Regions from separate parts of the Mus musculus genome. Here region 2 is linked to region 1. Evidence: chromatin contacts called from public HiChIP or PLAC-seq data. All regions are on one chromosome and are shown on one strand. Each heading gives the region's core, a stretch centred on a gene start, on an enhancer-like site or on the middle of the called end of the contact. The rest is flanking DNA. Distances are from core to core; before and after follow the strand shown. Region 1 holds the start of Lcorl (ligand dependent nuclear receptor corepressor-like). Region 2 has its middle 250 kb from the start of Gm40298.

What was found. HiChIP or PLAC-seq counts read pairs in DNA pulled down with a chosen protein or histone mark.
Region 2: an H3K4me3 HiChIP or PLAC-seq map of neural tube shows a contact between it and region 1, with 3 times the contacts expected there. The contact joins the enhancer-like site here to the promoter of Lcorl in region 1. A contact is called at or near these places in 1 of 484 Hi-C or Micro-C datasets (embryonic stem cells) and 6 of 115 datasets of contacts at active chromatin or transcription factors (bone marrow-derived macrophages, embryonic forebrain, embryonic midbrain and 3 more).

The regions. Positions count from the first base shown.
Region 1 is chr5:45,855,580-45,861,706 of GRCm38.p6, forward strand. It overlaps Lcorl (ligand dependent nuclear receptor corepressor-like), which reads right to left and starts at 1,961. Exons shown (of 7, transcript NM_001163073.1): 1 at 1,768-1,961. The coding sequence starts at 1,918.
Region 2 is chr5:46,180,170-46,186,349 of GRCm38.p6, forward strand. No RefSeq gene overlaps it. Among named protein-coding and RNA genes, the nearest start is that of Gm40298, 250 kb to the left of the region's middle. Within about 2 kb of position 2,207, at least 16 of the 459 cell types and tissues checked have an H3K27ac peak or open chromatin away from gene starts, as enhancers often do. A contact at or near this core is called in neural tube, where this site is marked.

The DNA.
Region 1 (6,127 bases), core at 711-3,210:
ATACTGTAAAGCACAACTTAAGCATGCTCATCTTCAAATCACTGGATGCCTAACAGTGCTGTGAGCCGGTACTACAATGCTGTCAGTGCTATTTGTTGGGACACCACAAGAAGGAACGCGACTATTTCTAGGCGGGTTTTTAACGGAACAGATCTAAACAGAAGTAACTGTCAAAACGAATCCACTTTGCATTCATGAAATACAAGTACGGACACACATTTAGTATGGGTTGTTTTTTTTTTCCCACACCACACCCCCGCTTCCATATAACTTTGCCACAGATAAAACCAAAATACATTTTAGAGAGGTGACACACTGCTCTTAAGAGCAAACTGCTTAAACATCGCCGAAATGCTCCTAAATCAGAGTGCCCTCCCTTCTGCTTATATATATATATATAATTCTGTATGGCACATTACTGAACTGGAGTTGCATCTGGTTTCATCTACTATGATTAGTGAAAACAAGACAGACCTTAGGGCTCTACCCAAGCAAATCTGCGAGGGATGGGGAAGGGGGACAGGGCGCGAGGTGGCGCAAGAACAGATGAAAACACGGTTAGGAGAGAGTTGTCTTCCCAAGGAACTGAGCTTACTACACTCAACTCCAAAGGCTGACACCTACTCGTCAGAAAAGAAAACCGACGCAACCACCCACTCCTAACACCGACCAGCCTCCACTCCCACCTCCTCCCCTCAAAAGCTACCCCGTAACCCCTGCCGAAGCACACCCTCCGCTCGCAGCCCCTCTGTTGCACTGAACCAACCTGCTGGGTAACAGCTGTGGGCACACGTCGCACTCTGAGTGAGGAAAAGCAGCGACCGCAACAAGGTAAGGGAGTCCCAGTACTTCCCGCTACCCGGAGCAGCCCACTGAATGACAGCCGGGAGCGCGCAAGTTTGAAGCAAAACCGATCAGACCCCACCGAAACGGAAAACTGAACTGCATTTGAACAGGAATGGGAGGCGGGGAGGGCTACGCGAGTCCATCACATGACAGCGAAAAGAGGACCGGAGTCGTCGGGGCGTCCTCAAGGAAAGGGGGGGGGGGCGTGGGGAGGGTGCCGTCGCCATAGCAACACCCCCCATCCGTCCAGACTTCCAAAGAGGGAGGAAGAACTTCAAATCCCAACCGTCAGCTCGAGCGGCTCCTTCTTAAAGGGGTACACACAGATCCGAGGCCACTCGCAAGAGGGCAGAGGCGGCCGCCCCCCGCCCCTCAGGCGCCGCCCCCATCGCCCCTCGACCCTCTCCCGCCCCCCGCCCCCCGCCCCGCGAGCGCCCCGCAACCCCTGGTCCCGCGTCCCAGGAACTAGGCAGCGTCTTCGCCGCCAGCCCCAGGGCCGCAAGAAGGGGGTGTGTGAGCGCCCGGCCGGGGGCGCGGACCGGCTCGCCGCTCCAGGGTCCCCTCCGCCCCGGTGGAGAGCCGCGGTGACAGGGGCACCGGCGGGTGGCGACGGGCGCCGAGGAGTTTCGGGGCAGCACGAGCGGGCGGGCTGCTTCCGCGGGGTGCTCGGAGAGTGGGTCCGAACTAACAGTTCCCCGGGAGCTCGGAGCCGGGCAGGCGGGCGGCGGGGCGCGGACCGCGCCGGGCAGGGAGCCCCGAGACAAAAGGCGCCGCCGGGGCCGCCGCGCCGCCGCCGCCGCCGCTCCCATCGCTCCCCATTGAACTGACCCGAACCGGAGCTCCAACTACACCCCTCAGCCACAAACTCCTCCGGCAGCCGCACCGTGGCGCCGAGCCCGGCCCGGCCCGTGTCTCTCTTACCTACACAGTGCATGAGGCGGTGGCGCCAAGAGTCGAGTTCCCGCCGGAATCCTCTCCTCTCCGCCGCGCACCGAGGGCTCCGGCACTGAGCGGCAGCGGCGGCGGCGGCAGCAGCGGCGGCAGCGGCCATTCTCTCTCTTCCCTTGTCCATCTGCGTCCCGCGTCACGCGCCCTCATTTACATACGAGCGGCGCAGGCACGAGGCAGGGGCGCGAGCCCTCGGCGCGAGCCCCGGAGCGCGCGCCCCCCGGAGGGGGGTTGATTGACACGTGTCACTACCTTCCTCCTGCCCTCCCCTCCCCCTCCCACCGCTCCCTCGGGGAGAGGCGGGGAGGGAGCGCGGAGAGAAGGAAGCAACCTGCCGCTTCCGCTGACCCCGCCTCCTTACCCACTCCCTTCCCCTCCTCCCCCCAGAGTTTACTCAGGCAAGCCATACTGCTCCCGCCGTCCACGAAAACCCTGAGCGGGAGCGAGAAACCCGGAGGCCAGCCAGGAACCCGCGTGCTGAAGGAGCGGACCAGCAACGCCTCCCTTCTGCCCTCGCGCGGAGCGCTGGAAGTCCGAAGACTTCATTTCCCAGCCTCCATTGCGTGCAGGTCCCGTAGAGGAGCGCAAGAGAGCGACGCTGTGCCCTCTGGGCTTTGTAGTCCTCTCGCGTTGAGCGCTCTCCTAGCCTAGCCAGTTCGCACTTTTCCAGATAGCAGCTCGGCCCCAGACTTCTAATGTTTTGCCCCCAGTGGGTTTAGCCTCTAACTCCCTCCGCCCAAATGCTTGCTTCCTCGAGTTCCAAGAGGGGAGTACGGTGGAAGCCTCAAGAGTTGGCGGTGCTGGGCTAGGCAGCTCCTTAAGTGCTGGAAACTTTTCAGGGTCAATGTCATCTATCTTCACTTTCAGCGAAAGCGCTTGCCAATCATCCTACTGCATCCAGAAAAGATGTGCGAGGACATCAGTTTTGTGAAGCGAAGAGATCTTGAAAAGCGAGATTAGTTACAAAAATCGGGGGAACTAACCTTGCATGGGATTTAACACTTTGTAATTGTTATAGATGGATCCTGCTCTGTGCTAGAGAAAACTTCCTTGGGGAGAGGAGAATCTTTTGATTAAGTATATACTTAAAATTACTTAAAAAAAAAAAAAAAACTTTTGCACCAGAGCCATTTCTACACTTATGTCAGTATTGTCACAGGGGACCAAGAGCTTGTAAGCCATCCAGAGTTTACAGAGAAGTGCTGTACATTACTGGGCATTTATACTCACCTTTGCGGAAAAAAATATTTTAATTCTTAGGAACTCAAATTCTCAATTCTGTATTGCCCTATCTTGTGGTATAGTCTTATCTATCATTCTTTTTTCTTCTTAGAGTAGTTTATTGCTCAGCGTTTGTTGCATCAGAAGTAAAAATGTAGCATTACATCTTCATCAGAAATTTTCGAATGTGAAGTTTGAAGCCATGTGTTTATGAATATATGTTTGCAATCTTATCATTTGGGAGGCTAGAATAAGGTGATGTGTAGAGTAGAGATAGTCTAGATGGCGGTTCAGAAACTGAAATTTAAAATAGGAGTGGCTTATCTCCATAGTTTAGAGTGGGAAGATGGAATAGTTGTTTCCATCTGAAAGCTCATCAGGCACCATCAAAAGAGACATGAGAACAGGACCCAAAAGCATGGCCCAGCTTCTAGAAGTGTCTGATTAAAGTTACTTAATGAAAGTATGTGCTCATGCTAACTTGAAAGGAATGGTGGACTAAATAACTATGAGAGCCTAACAAACCATCCAAAACTTAATAGCTTAAAATATCAACTATGGGATAGTGAGGTGGTTTCACAGATAAAGGGACTTTCATTTCTGGGGGAATAGCTGTCTGCCAGGATCACAGAAACCAGTATTCCTATTCTTCAAGGGTCTACCCTGACTTGTCCACATGGTGGCTGTCACAGGGTTCCAAAAGGCAGCATGAGAGCTACTAGCCCCTAATCATGACCATTTTTTTATTTATTCACTTTACATCCAGACCTCTGTCCCCCCTCCCCCACCGTTCCTCTCCCCCTTTCCTCCTCTGAGGAAATGGAGAACCCCCTAGATATCTCCCCCCACCCTAGCCCATCAAGTCTCAACATGGATCACATTTAAGTCTCAATGGTTAAAACAAGTAACATTGCCAAGCCCAGTGTCAATATGGGTAATATATTATGCTACACAATAGGAAGATGTGTAAGTCCCATGAAAGGGGGAATTAAATATTTCTCCCAAATAAAGAGAAAATACAAAGAGGAATAGAACACATCTCTGGACTTTCTGAGACAAGGAGGAAACCATGACTAGATACAACAACATGGAAATAATTTTGGAAATCAGTTTCATTGTTAATAGCGTAGAATCTTTCATAGCATGTATTGTCAGTCCATTATAACAATCCCCATAAACATAGAAAGGTCAGGTCATATCAGTCTAAGCATCTAGTGTTATTCCTGATACTCAGTTGATACTTAATTGTTATCTATTGACTTGATGAATAATTAGAATATCTAGAAAGCCAACAGGAGAAAGAGGGTCATATCCAATATTGTCTTTTACACCAAAAATTCAGCTGCAACAGATTTTAACATACCAAATATGTGATATGAAGCTATTGATACTCTGTAGAAAGACAGTGTTGTCACAAGTACTTCCTATACCTATTGTATCAATCATTTGTTATTATGTAGCAAGTCAATCTTTAACAGTACCTTAAAAGCACAATCATTTCTTTTTTTAATATTTTTATTGGGTATTTTCCTCATTTACATTTCCAATGCTATCCCAAAAGTCTCCCATACCCTCCGCCCCACTCCCCTACCCACCCACTCCCACTTCTTGGCCCTGGCGTTCCCCTGGACTGAGGCATATAAATTTTGTACGACCAATGGGCCTCTCTTTCTACTGATGGCCATCTAGGTCATCTTTTGATACATATGCAGCTAGAGACACGAGCTCCAGGGGGTACTGGTTAGTTCATATTGTTGTTCCACCTATAGGGTTGCAGACCCCTTTAGCTTCTTGGGTACTTTATCTAGCTCCTCCATTGGGGGCCCTGGGATCCATCCAATAACTGACTGTGAGCATCCACTTCTGTGTTTTCTAGGCCCCGGCTTAGTCTCACAAGAGACAGGGTCCTTTCAGCAAAATCTTGCTAGTGTATGCAATGGTGTCAGCGTTTGGAGACTGATTATGGGATGGATCCCCAGGTATGACAGTCTCTAGATGGTCCATTCTTTCGTCTCAGCTCCAAAATTTGTCTCTATAACTCCTTCCATGGGTGTTTTGTTCCCAATTCTAAGAAGGGGCAAAGTGTCCACACTTTGGTCTTCGTTTTTCTTGAGTTTCATGTGCTTTGTATCTTGTACCTTGGTTATTCTAAGTTTCTGGGCTAATATCCACTTATCAGTGAGTACATATTATGTGAGTTCTTTTGTGATTGGGTTACCTCACTCAAGATAATGCCCTCCAGGTCAATCCATCTGCCTAGGAATTTCATAAATTCATTCTTTTTAATAGCTGAGTAGTACTCCATTGTGTAAATGTACCACATTTTTTGTATCGATTCCTCTGTTAAGGGGCATCTGGGTTCTTTCCAGCTTCTGGCTATTATAAATAAAGCTGCTATGAACATAGAGGAGCATGTTCTTTCTTACCAGTTGGAACAACTTCTGGATATATGCCCAGGAGAGGTATGGCAGGATCCTCCGGTAGTACTATGTCCAATTTTCTGAAGAACCGCCAGACTGATTTCCAGAGTGGTTGTACAAGCTTGCAATCCCACCAGCAATGGAGGAGTGTTCCTCTTTCTCCACATCCTCACCAGCATCTGCTGTCACCTGAATTTTTTATCTTAGCCATTCTGACTGGTGTGAGATGGAATCTCAGGGCTGTTTGATTTGCATTTCCCTGGTGATTACAGATGCTGAACATTTTTTTCAGGTGCTTCTCAGCCATTCAGTATTCCTCAGGTGAGAATTCTTTGATTATCTCTAAGCCCCATTTTTTAATGGGGTTATCTGATTTTCTGGAGTCCACCTTCTTGATTTCTTTATATATATTAGATATTAGTCCTCTATCTGATTTAGGATAGGTAAAGATCCATTCCCAGTCTGTTGGTGGCCTTTTTGTCTTATTGACGGTGTCCTTTGCTTTACAGAAGCTTTGCAATTTTATAAGGTCCCATTTGTCAATTCCCTATCTTACAGCACAAGCCATTGCTGTTCTATTCAGGAATTTTTCCCCTGTGCCCATATCTTCGAGTCTTTTCCCCACTTTCTCCTCTATAAGTTTCACTGTCTCTGGTTTTATGTGGAGTTCCTTGATCCACTTAGATTTGACC
Region 2 (6,180 bases), core at 957-3,456, 320 kb after region 1:
ACAGGTCATTGTCATGCACTGTGAAGTTTCAGAACATACACAGCTGGAAATAAGGAATCTACTCAGTCAGAATAAGCATGCCCAAAATCCTGACAAGCAGACACGATAGATTCTAAGCACAATGCTGACTTTAAAATACCATTACTTGATTGTAAGAGGACCAGTCACATATGTGCACATTTGGAGATGAGAGTATTGTGAGGGAGTATAGATGCAAACCAGAGAGTTATAGTGGGGATAGAAAATCCTGTCTGGTATTTAGAAGAAAAACAATGGCCAAATGTTAACACTTCTGGACAGCAAACCTGATGGGATAAACTGGGATTCTTTATCTGTTGTAGAATACATGTGAAATTAAATCAGTACCTGTTTATTGACATATGCTTTTTCTTTACTGTTTGGATGTTATTTTATTTTAGTTTGCTGTTCTGGAGAATACTCATTCACTGTGTCCATGTCTAGCACTTTTTATTGCATGTATAACCATCAGACAGTTATCTATGCTTGACCACCAATTTCTTGGTACTGTACATCCTTAAGATACCTGCATTCTAGGCACGGATCTATAATTGTCCACTAACCATTTTAATCTGTGTATTATTCAAAACCTCAAACTCTACTTGTCTTAAATAGAATTAATTGATTTGAATGAAAACACAATTGTTTCTCTTGAACTGCTTGGACTACAAGTTTAAAAAATATAGCTACCCATCTTGTTAGTAATCTATTCCTAGCCTATCTATGTGTATCTTTTACCACGTTGCTGATCATGGAGGGATACACAGGATTTTCCTAGAACCTATCAAAAATTCACCTTATCCCAATGGAGAGGGCCAGGAGAATATCCTCAGCTAAAATCACATCTAATATGACTTAGGTAGAAGCACAGAGTGGATCATAAATATTTACTTACATCAGCCAATAGCCTCATTTTTCTAATATTCCCTAAGTATCACAAGGATTTAATTAATTGCCCTATTCTCTGACTGTTAAACTTATCTTCCATGGTCTGTTCTACTGGCTCTTTCTAGCCTACTGCAATCTTCCCTGATTTGCATAGATTGTTGGTGAAGAAATGAGGCTATGCTATTTATTCACTTATTGTGCATTTAATCTGGGCATGGTGGTCCATTCTTCTAACTCCAGTACTGCAGAGATGGAAGCAGGAGCTTCAGAAACTTAAGGTCAACTTTGGCTGTGTAGTAAGCTAACAACCAGCCTGGGATATATTAAACCCCATCTCAAGAAAACAAAGCAAAACAAACCAACCACAGCAGATGAGGATCTTAAAGTGCCAAGCATTGTGCTATCTGCTTGGGTTATAATAGTGAATAACACTGACACCATCTCTGACCTAATAGAATTGGTATTCTATTTATAAGCCTATCATCCAGTAAGCAAGCAGATTACAAGACTATTTTAAATTTTGAAAAAGTGTATAGAAATAACCTAAGGGGTCAAGAAAAATGGTGTGTAGGAGGTGACCTTTTACACTGGCAATTTGTCTGAAGAGGTGACAATGAACTTGAGATACACAAAGAGGGAAATGCAAACCAACTAAAGACAATCAAACTGGTAGACCCAGAGCTGGAAAAGAAGGTGTTATATTTGAAGAGGAAGGGATTGGAGGATAGTGAGTACAAAGAGAAATGGAGAAGTGAATTTTAAAGAAGACTACAGATCAGTAAGCCAGTCATGGGAATGAGTGTGGACACAGTTCTTGGAGAACTGGAAAACTAATGGCAGATTTTTTGAGCCAACCTACAGTGAGGGTGTGATGGGAGAGGAGGGGGAATGGGGAAAATGTTCATTACATGGCCTCCAGTTCTCAAACCTTGAATGAATGAATGAGGGACAAGTGTGAGCATAAGGAGGTCCCTTGAGGATGGTTGTAACTGTCTGGGATGGAGTTGAAAGTGGACTGAGCTTTCAGCCACTGAGAAAATAGTGCATGCTGTGTTCAAATCTTCTCTTAGGAAGCGAATCATGACAAAGTACCATGTCTACACATAAAAGAGATCCATCAGTAGAGGGGAAAAGTACAGATTTCTCCTGTAGGATTGACACATATATCAGCAGCATGAAACATGAGCCAAAGCAGATCAGAAAAGGGAGCCATCATCCCTGGTATAGTGCCAGTCAAAAGGCTCCCCAGTGGAGACAGCAATTAGCATGGTCCAAAGGTTGAGTGAAGTTGACAGGTGGCCAGGGGTACAAAGAACTTTGCCTGCTGTTGTTCTCTGTGGTATACGGTTAGGACGGTGAGTCAGGTCTCAGATCTTGAGTCTGGCTGAAATGTGAGAAGCAGGGAGAGAGAGCCTGTATCTCTCTGAGTCTAGTTAGTATTAGCTTCAAGAGTTACAGTTTTGCTATCTTCTGATCTTTTCCACTTTCCCTACTCGACACAGGCATTGGCAAAGAGACTATCGCTAATGAAGTTGAGCCGACTTCATAACCCCTGATGATCTGGCGTGCTGTTCTATGGCTGAAGTTTCCACTTTGATTGGATGAGGCCCAAAACAGAGAGTTGACTACTTCTGGTGATTAAAAGCTCCCTTGATGATTTTTTAAAGGGACTGTTCAAAGCTTTTAGTGCTGCTGAGTAGGGACTTACACTTTAATTCCCTAAAACTCCTCTAGCAAATGCTCACGAACACATTAGACTTTCGTTCCTGCTGTACAACACAGCAGAGAATTTCTTTTAAGAGGAGCAGCCTTTTAGTGGGAGGTTAAGTGATGCCTGTGTATATAATTTATAAGGCCTTCAGAACTTTTTGTGCAAAAGCATACTGGAAAAATAAAATTATTCTTACTCTTATTATTATTAGCTTTCACTATTCTCATAAGAGATATTTGTTTCTGAGCTGAAGATGCAAAGCAAGACTGTGGATCACAAATAAAAGAAGGAATAGATATAAATTAAGTGTAAATAGTCAAACCAGATAAGGATGAGTAGTGCAAGATATTTATTTTTCCTTGAAATGGTAAGTATAGTACAAATTATTTTAGATCCATCATTCCTGAAAGCATTGTTGAGAATGACAGGCAGAGGTGTGTGTGTGTGTGTGTGTGTGTGTGTGTGTGTGTGTGTGTGTATGTGTGTACACCCTACCCAAACCTATAAATTACTTGGAAACATCTGTTTTATTTCTGCAAAGATCTGTACTATAGATGAATGGTCAGATTTCATAATTAGCATCAGGAAGTTTGCAAATTGAGATGCAGAAAAGGAGGCAATGTACTTTTGTCTATCTGCTTCTCATTAAAGGTTTGATCTGCACACTGCTACCTTATCAGGACTTGGACATTATTATACCCAGGGGGTAGAAATGGGAATAGAAGCATAATGTGAAGTTTGATTAATGTCTCAGTCCCTTTAGGACAAAAACAAATGCACAGGTTAAGTCAGTCTTTCTCTAGTATTATCAAATTAATAAAAACATTGTGGGATGTTTCAGATCATATATCTCAAGTATGTTTATGTTAGGATTATCTACAACTATGTATAATAATAAAACATCAAAACCAGAGAATTAGCTAAAAAGAAGTTGATTGCTTTCTTGGTTAAATAGAACTGGAGGTAGGAAGAGCTAAGATGGGTACCCCTGTTACTAGGGACCCTAGCTGCTTTTATATTTTCATTTTGCCATTTCCTGAAGGTTGCCCCTACCCAGAATGACCAGTCTGATTTCTGCCCACTTATTAACATTCCTTGTCCCCGGAGGAAGGAAACAGGTGTTCGTTATTTCTTTCCTTCTTTCTTAAGTTCTTTCTTTCTTCCTTCCTTTCTTCCTTTCTTTCTTTCTTTCTTTCTTTCTTTCTTTCTTTCTTTCTTTCTTTCTTTCTTTCTTTCCCTCTTTCTCTCTTTCTTTCTATTTTTGATTAGCAAAACATAAAATAAAATTTTATTAGGAGACAAAGTCATAAAGTTATATAGAACATATAACCAGAATATAACATAGAAAGGACATAATTATCAAATTTATGCATTTTTCTCAGTGAAAGTACATGTAATAACTGTGGGAAAGAAGGTTCTTTTTGAATATATATTTTATTTGTCAGTAGATTACTTAGGTATTTTACTAGCCCTACTTGTTTATATATCACTAGGCAAAAATTAGATAACCTGCACCCAGCTGAAAGAGAGGCTGAAAATATATTTTGTATTTGGCACAACTAAATGTCTGGTTTTTTTTTATAACAATAGTGAATAAATAGCAAAGCCAATTAGTAACCTCTGTTATATTGAGATTGATTGCAAGTACTTTATTTTGAGACAAGAACTTAGCTTAGTTTAAATTTGGTTGCTTTTGCTGCATGCAATTAGATTTTATGGGGCCTGGTGTAGTGGAGTGACTGGAGTGCCATATTCTAATTCTAGCTTAATATGTCTAGCTTCAGTAGCCTCGTCTTTAAATAAGGAGTTTGCAACATAAGCCCTCTAGGAATTGTCTTAATTGTTAGTACCCTCTTTAGTCTGTGAGGGTAATTAAGCTAGACATGCATGTATACATATTCTCACATATGATGATATATGGAACATATAACCCCTTTCTAGAGAAAGAGAAGATAAATGTATATAAACAACACATTGATGAATGTTATCTTGTACTTTTCAATTTTCATACTTTTTGTTCTTTATGAAAATGATTGCACCTCGTGTTTATGTTGAAATTCTGAGAAATTTGGCTGGGCATCAATTTCTTCTTTCAAGTTGGAAGCAGACTTTGTAACTCAAAGAACATCTCTTCAGAATTCCTTGCTTTGAGCACTGTCCCTTACATAACACCCTCCATGGGAATCCTTCATCTAGAACTGTTGGAGCTGTGTTCTTCAGTGTGTGGTGTGGGACAGTCTATGACAATTTGAGATGTCTGGGCATAGTGATGCTGATATTGCTGGGAGACTACCAGGTGGACAGTCATTTGCCTCACTGGTACCATTTTCATTGGTTGCACAAAGTAGACTTCTTCCTGGAACTTGATGTGTGCTCCTTGGTTGCTGTTTCAAAGGTCATGACAGCTGGTTCTCTTTAAAGCACTGGGGTTCTGTGTCCTACACAATCTTAGGATGTCTGAAATGGCACCAACTTTCTCAGATCCTATGAACTAAGGTGGAACTGTAAACACATTCAGTGACTAAATACTGTCTTTCTATGGTTTTGAAGTAAGAAAAAGGGTTATTCACTAGTTAAAGGTTTTAGGCTGAATAAGAAATTTCTACACAGATAGGTAAAAATAAAATAAAATAAAATAAAATAAAATAAAATAAAATAAAACAAAATGGACAAGTATAGGCAATTTTTTTAATGGTTCAATTTTATAGCAGGAGTTTCGACCCAGGGTAAAAATGATGTCTTGGTTATAAAGCTACCATCATTTGCAATTTCCACTCAGCCACATGGATCCAATTTTAAAAGTGTTTTAGGGCTGGTGAGATCGTCCTGTAGCTGAATGCAGACTACCCAAGTGTGAAGTCCTGAGGTTGAAGTCTCAGAACCCATATCAAGAGAGACATGGAAGCATGCACATGTGACGTCAGCAGTGCCACAGTGAGAGGAACAGGACAATCTCTGGAAGTCCATGGGCCAGCTAGCCTCGAGTTCACAACATTGAACAAAAAGACCCATCTCAATGAAGGTGGCAAGTGAGAAGCAAGCCCAAGAATGTCCTTTGAGCTCCATACATGCTGCCACAGCAAGCACTCACTCTCACAAACACACACACGTAGAGAAGCAATGTACATAGAAACAGAGTGATGCTTTTAAATTCTTAGATTTTTATTATTATATATCGTTGAATTCAAGGAAATAGATAAATCATTGGTATTCAAACAATGCCGTTTCAAAAACTCATCCTTTGTGAGGTAAGAAGATCAAAGCATGTTTAAGTCACAATTTCAACATGAAACCTAAATTTAAAAAAAAGTGTATTTTGCATTTGTGGAACTTTACTTAAAGTAAACACAGTGCTTAATCTTCTTTCCCCAAAGCATCCATCTAGCTATATGAAAATCAAACAGTTTAAAGAAAGCTTTCTCTGTCCTTGAATTCAAAATCTGTAAATGAACACAATCCAAGGAAGTGGATACAAAGCTGCCTCAAAGTGAAATGGGAAGAACTTTATTCTGAAAAAAATAAACGACACACTCTGGCAGCTTCCACTGCTTTCCAAAGTGAAG